Regions from separate parts of the Macaca mulatta genome. Here region 1 is linked to region 2. A link is a contact called in public Hi-C data. All regions are on one chromosome and are shown on one strand. Each heading gives the region's core, a stretch centred on a gene start, on an enhancer-like site or on the middle of the called end of the contact. The rest is flanking DNA. Distances are from core to core; before and after follow the strand shown. Region 1 overlaps LYRM4 (LYR motif containing 4). Region 2 holds the start of LYRM4 (LYR motif containing 4).

Region 1 (2,782 bases), core at 11-2,510, 110 kb after region 2:
CCACGTACCTGTCTGGGGCCCACCCGCCTGCTAGGACCCCATGGGTACCATCCTACCTGCCTACTCTACAGTTCTCTGGAAGAGTACTATCACTGCTGCCAGTCTGGCCCCCTCCATCCCAGCTTTCTCCCGACACAGATGTGGTCATGCCTTTCCCTGAAACCCATGACGTTAGCATGGAGTGGCATTAGAATTTCCCTGATCCCATCTCCCCCATGCGGCCCAGCCGAGGTCCAGCTTCAGAGCCTGCCTGCACGATGAGGGGGCCAAGGTTGCCATCTCACCCACATTTCAGTAAAATGATGAACCTTTAAAATACTCCCTCTCAAACTGCTAGGCATGTTGCCCCTAGAAATCTTTGTTTCTTCCAGATTTGACCCTCTTCCAGCCTGGCAAAGACAGTGGCTGCCACTCTAGATTTCTGCTTGACAGACATGACCTCAAGACCTGCAGACTTGACCAGGCATGGTGGCTCACACCTCTAATCCCAACACTTTGGGAGGCCAAGGTGGAAGGATTACTTGAGGCCAGGAGTTTGAGACCAGCCTGGGCAACATAGTGGGACCCTCCACAAAAAAGTAAAAAATTAGTCGGGCGTAGTGGTGCATGCCTGTAGTCCCAGCTACTTAGGAGGCTGAAGTGGGAGGATCGCTTGAGCCCAAGAGTTTGAGGCTGCAGAAAGCTATTACTGAACCACTGCACTCCAGCCTGTGTGACAAAGCAACACCCTATCTTAAAAAAAAAAAAAAAGAAAAAAAGCTGCAGACCAGAGAAATAAACCTGCCATAGCCAATTTATCTCACTCTCTGTGTGGCAAGGGCTTTAGAAAAGAATATTATCATTAATGCTGGCTTGTGACAATGCATTCAGTGTAAATTTTTATTGCCAAGAATACTTGCCCAAGGTTTTTCTGTTCCTGTTTATTTATGCTTCTTGAAATACTTTGAAACACTGCTTAGTTACTCTTCTATCAGTATAGATACATATGTACATACATGAAGACACATGTATATGCATGCATACTGTGAACATACATGTGTGCATTCACATGCATGCATAAATGTACACACACACACAGACATACACATTATAAATTTGGGTTGGGGGGGCTGTTTTTCTTCCTTTTTTTCTTTTGTTCTTTTTTTCCTTCTCTCTGATCCTGTCCTCATAGCAAAGAGTGTGTGGTTTGTGGTGCTGCCTTGGCGTTTCGGGCCGGCCCTCCTGTCAAATCCTGCATCCTCTTTTCATCAGACCTCCTGGATGGCAGCAGAGCCTGCCAACAGTGCAGAGCAGCTGCTGGCCGGCCGGGGTGTTCTCACTGCAGTCTGCGCCTACAGGCTTTATGAAAATCTAATTCGTGTTACCCTACTCTGGCTCAGGCACTGTTAAAATTGAGAGATATATTCAATTTTAAACAAGAACAAACTAAATCTGTCTTCTAAAGAAAAGTACGAACAGCCTCTTGTGGCATTTCTTTAAATGGACTAATATGTTGATCTCGGAGAAACTGGGAGCCATCCTTCGTGTTTTCATTATTAAGCCAGGTAAAATGAAAACCAAATCTCACTCCCAAATGCCACCTCTGGGAATTCTCTGTTGTTTCTATTTTAAAGTAACCTACATGATTCCTTCTGTAGTTAAGGCATACTGTTGAAAATATAAGATTTCAGTCTTCTTTTTTTTTTAGTTTTAGATACTGTTTAGGTACTTCCTGTTCGCAGGGCTCATGCAAAGAACATTTCATCATGTTTACTGGTTGTGACTATCTGATTGTATGAGAAGTAATTGCTGTGGATCTTCCTTGACAAATAAACTACAATCCGAACCTGGCAATAAACTACCAATTATCAGAGTACTGCATCATAGTCCGTCGCAGATACCTAAGTCCTTATTTATTTACATGTTTTTAAGTGAAATTATGTGTCATAAAATGTAGGCATTAAATGGTAACTTTTGCCACACTAGGCTATTCCTGATGATCTAGGGAAAATACTTTTTCACATCGAGTGCTTTCACTCAGTAACTCTTTATAAAGGAGCAAATATTCTTAAGAGAACAGAATGCCTTCCTCTGTCTTTTGCTAGGGTCACTAACTCACTGACCTTGTAGCTCAGTACTGTTTATCTGGCTTGAAGGGGGAAATTCTGGAAAGTGGGCTTAGCATTGCTTTACTCTTATTTACCGGGAAAAACTCAAAAGGCCAGAGAGGTTTGTGTTTATTTTTCTCTTAAAAAGATGGAATTGGGCTAAAGCGAGAGCTTCAGGGGAGACTTGTGACATTCCCATCATGTCTATTGTGATTTGAAATCCTTGCAGGTTCATGAGCAGCTGCAGAGCTGCCCCTGGGATGTCAGGACTGCCTTGCAGTACAGATTCCCACCCGTACTCTCCTATCCATCTTCCCCGCCACCACCCCTTCCTGAAGAAGAGCTGGGTGTTTCTGTTTCTTGTTTTAGCACAAAACAGATAAGAGATCTGGATTTCGGTTGCATAAAACAAATCTGAGACAGGGCATTATTCTAATGACACCTAGAACATGAGGCGGCTCAGCAAGGAGCCTCCACAGGTCACCCACCCAGACTGGAAGTCCTTCAAGATGCATGGGCAGCTCCAGCCATTCCACACGTGCACCATTGCTTTCCTTTTTATCTCTTTGCCCTTCTATCCTGGCTTCTGCCCCCCGCATATTCTTTCTGCTACTAGTGGATTGGCTGCCACTGTGTTCTGGAATGCTATGATGAGTTCAGTATAGCAAATGCACAGGCACACTCTTGCACACATA
Region 2 (2,952 bases), core at 211-2,710:
CAGGAGAATAGCTTGAACCCGGGACGCGGAGGTTGCAGTGAGTCCGAGATCCTGCCACTGCACTCCAGCCTGGGCGACGGAGAGTGACTCCATCTCAAAAAAATAAATAAATAAATAAAAGGGAAAAAAAAGTTCCTGAAAATATAAAGTTGCTTAGATATACAGCAAGTTTATCGTTTTAAAACCAAATACACTAAAGCAGATGAGAACACAACCGTGACCAAGCGGTTGGGAGAAAGATGGATTTTAATGCAAAGTTGTTTTGTTTTTATGCATAAGGTACTCCTCGCTGTGCTCGAGTGCGGAAAGGTGGGGTTCTTCCTAAGGTTGATTACATAAAGCAAGATTCCAAAAACAAGAAAAGTGCTTTGCAAACACAGTAACTAGAACTGGCTGAAGCTTCCAGCGTCCAGTCCCATGCTCAAAGATCAGAAAAAGCAACTTTATCCACCACTTTAATAAAATGATTCAAAAAAGTTGAAGTCTTCTGAAGAAAGCCATGGTTGAAAACTTGCTCCGCTTCTTGGAGAACGCCTAAAGCCCTAACGGGCTCAAATTATTCTCCAAAGTCTAGAGCCCAAGCTGCATTTTACGCATTTATTAGACTACAAAACCACGGGGACTCTTCACTCAAAAGCAAAAACACATCCGGAAAGAGGAAAAAATCCATGGCCAATGTAACCCCCTAACCACACGAACCGCCCACGTCCTACCCCAGGCTGCAACGAGGTCGGCACTCACCCACCGCTCGCCCGGGAAACCCAGACCCAGGTATTTCAAAATCAGAAGCACGGCAGGCTCGTTGGCTCTCACGGGCAAGAATCTTAAACCCCAACTTCAGAGATACCCGTGCACGCTGGGCGCTGCCATTTTGACGGAAAGCGGGCCTTGCCCCGGAGGCCCCTACGCAGGTCGCCCTGAGCAGAGCCGGAGTGCCACGGAACCCCTGTCTCATCACCTCCACACCCAGACGTCGCATCCCCCGGCCCAAGGAATGCCAATAAATCCCACCCTGCCGACCATGATCGGGCGAAGTTAAGTCACCCTTGAAATCCCGCAAGGTCTCTCAGGCAGCGGCGAGGGCGGCCGCCGCCAGCGTGGGCGGGGCTGTCAGGGGCGGGGCGTCGACGCGGCGGCCTTCGGTAACCCGGGCAACGCGGCCTTCTAAAGGCACAAAGGGGCGCTGCGCCCCGAAACACAAATGTCTCCGCCAAAACCCCAGACGGTTCGCAAAGGCTCTCCGTGATGCGACTGCACGTCCCTCGAATGCCCGGACCCCCAATATCCGTCCCCCAGGAGCTTGGCTGGATGCACGGGCGGCCGGGCCTCTTATTTTCTCGCCCTCCGGCCGCGTGGAGATGCTGCTGGATCCCGAGCCTCCCGGCGGGGGCGGAAGCGGGAGCGGGGCGGGGCGGAGGCATCTCCCTCCTTGCACCGCCCCTTTAGCTGCCCCGAGCCCTGCCTTCGCCCGCCCCCGAAGCGGCGCGGGACGCCCGGCGCGGTCTGCGGTCCGCAGGGCTGCCGGCTTAGGCTTAGGACCGGCCCGCTGGCAAGGTCGAGCCGCTGCATTTTATTTCGTGCGTGGTTTCTGCACAGGCTGGAGTTCCGAGGTTGGGTCGTACTTGGGACCTCGGCGAAGAGGACCCGTTAATTTTTTTTCTTTCCAAAATGGCAGCCTCCAGTCGCGCACAAGTGTTAGATCTGTACCGGGCGATGCTGAGAGAGAGCAAGCGTTTCAGCTCCTACAATTACAGGTGACCCAGCGGGCACCGGGGACCGGGGGCCAGGGGCCGGGGACCGGGGATGTGGGTTGCCGTGGAATGTCCCCGGGAACTGGGAGCCACTGTCCTGCGCCGGCGTCCGCGAGGCAAGGACCGGGCTCCGCCATCGAAAAGCGTGCTCCTACCTACAGGTGTGGCCTCTGAGACCTCGGGGAGGAGCCCTTGTTTCTATCAGGGAAGACGTTCGTGTCCTGTGACGCTTTCCCCCTAACGACTATCTTGGTAGTTGTTCTAGGAGCATAATTAGTGTTATGTTTCTGCAGAAGAGAAAAAAAGGATGGAAATCAGCCATTGGTGAAGTTAAGGCCAATGTGTTGCATATGTAAAACTTCCCTTGAGCTGGAAGAGTTGAGAGTGGAAGTGGCCAGTGAGTTGCACACAGCGACAAAACTGAAGGCACACTCTAGCACCTCCCTAAAATTTCCTGGGTGTCGTAATGAGTTCTTTTGGTTGCAAGAATCAAATCCATTCTATTTAGGGTACGGTGGAAACGTGTAGCGGTAAAGGAAAAAGCGTCTCAAGCTTTAGAGCTGAAACAGTTTATCCTGGCTCACCAGACAGAGATCCCGCTTCCTGGACCTTGACAGCAGAATACTGAGGGCCTAAACTCTTACATCGTTAATATAACACATTCACTTTTTCCCACGCCTCCCCACTTCCCTATTTGCCTATGAGTCTTTTATTGTTACTCTTTGTATGTTTTTTGTAATTCAGAACCTCTGCTTTCACAGTGTTGCTGGTTGTGACCCATCATTTTCTTATGGATTCTCTCTGCATTTTTTTTAGGTTTGTTTTTTGTTTTGTTTTGTTTTTACTAACTACCTGCTCCTCTCTGAGTTTGAGCCATATTCCCATAAGAATCGGATTGGATCAACTCATCTCTTTACCCCAAGGCCCCCTTAGGTGACTGGCCAGACTGTGGATTGGATGTCATAAGAGCAGAGCCTACCCTTGGAACACACCTGGTTAGGTAGGCCGCGCTCCACCAGGTGTGTGAGCTGGCAGGCCCTGAGATGGGTCTGCCCAGTACAACCTCGGTCAGAGGACAGGAACACTAAGCCTCTTAAGCAATGATTCTCAAATTTTTAGAAACCTGCCTAGAAAATGTACTCACCCTGCAAATTTGAAAACAGCATCAGTGTCATGCCACTGAGGTTGTATCCACCCAGTT

What was found. A called contact is a pair of places that touch in the nucleus more often than the background predicts.
Region 1: a Hi-C map of fetal cortex germinal zone shows a contact between it and region 2, with 2.5 times the contacts expected there. The contact joins the enhancer-like site here to the promoter of LYRM4 in region 2. A contact is called at or near these places in 4 of 14 Hi-C or Micro-C datasets (cortical neurons, fetal cortex germinal zone, fetal cortical plate and 1 more).

The regions. Positions count from the first base shown.
Region 1 is chr4:178,039,916-178,042,697 of T2T-MMU8v2.0, forward strand. The region is part of intron 2 of LYRM4 (LYR motif containing 4); the gene reads left to right. Among named protein-coding and RNA genes, the nearest start is that of PPP1R3G, 70 kb to the right of the region's middle. Within about 2 kb of position 1,261, at least 6 of the 40 cell types and tissues checked have an H3K27ac peak or open chromatin away from gene starts, as enhancers often do. A contact at or near this core is called in fetal cortex germinal zone, where this site is marked.
Region 2 is chr4:177,930,074-177,933,025 of T2T-MMU8v2.0, forward strand. It overlaps LYRM4 (LYR motif containing 4), which reads left to right and starts at 1,461. Exons shown (of 3, transcript XM_015135509.3): 1 at 1,461-1,754. The coding sequence starts at 1,669. FARS2 (phenylalanyl-tRNA synthetase 2, mitochondrial) reads right to left here and starts at 1,412. Exons shown (of 7, transcript XM_015135505.3): 1 at 1,045-1,412.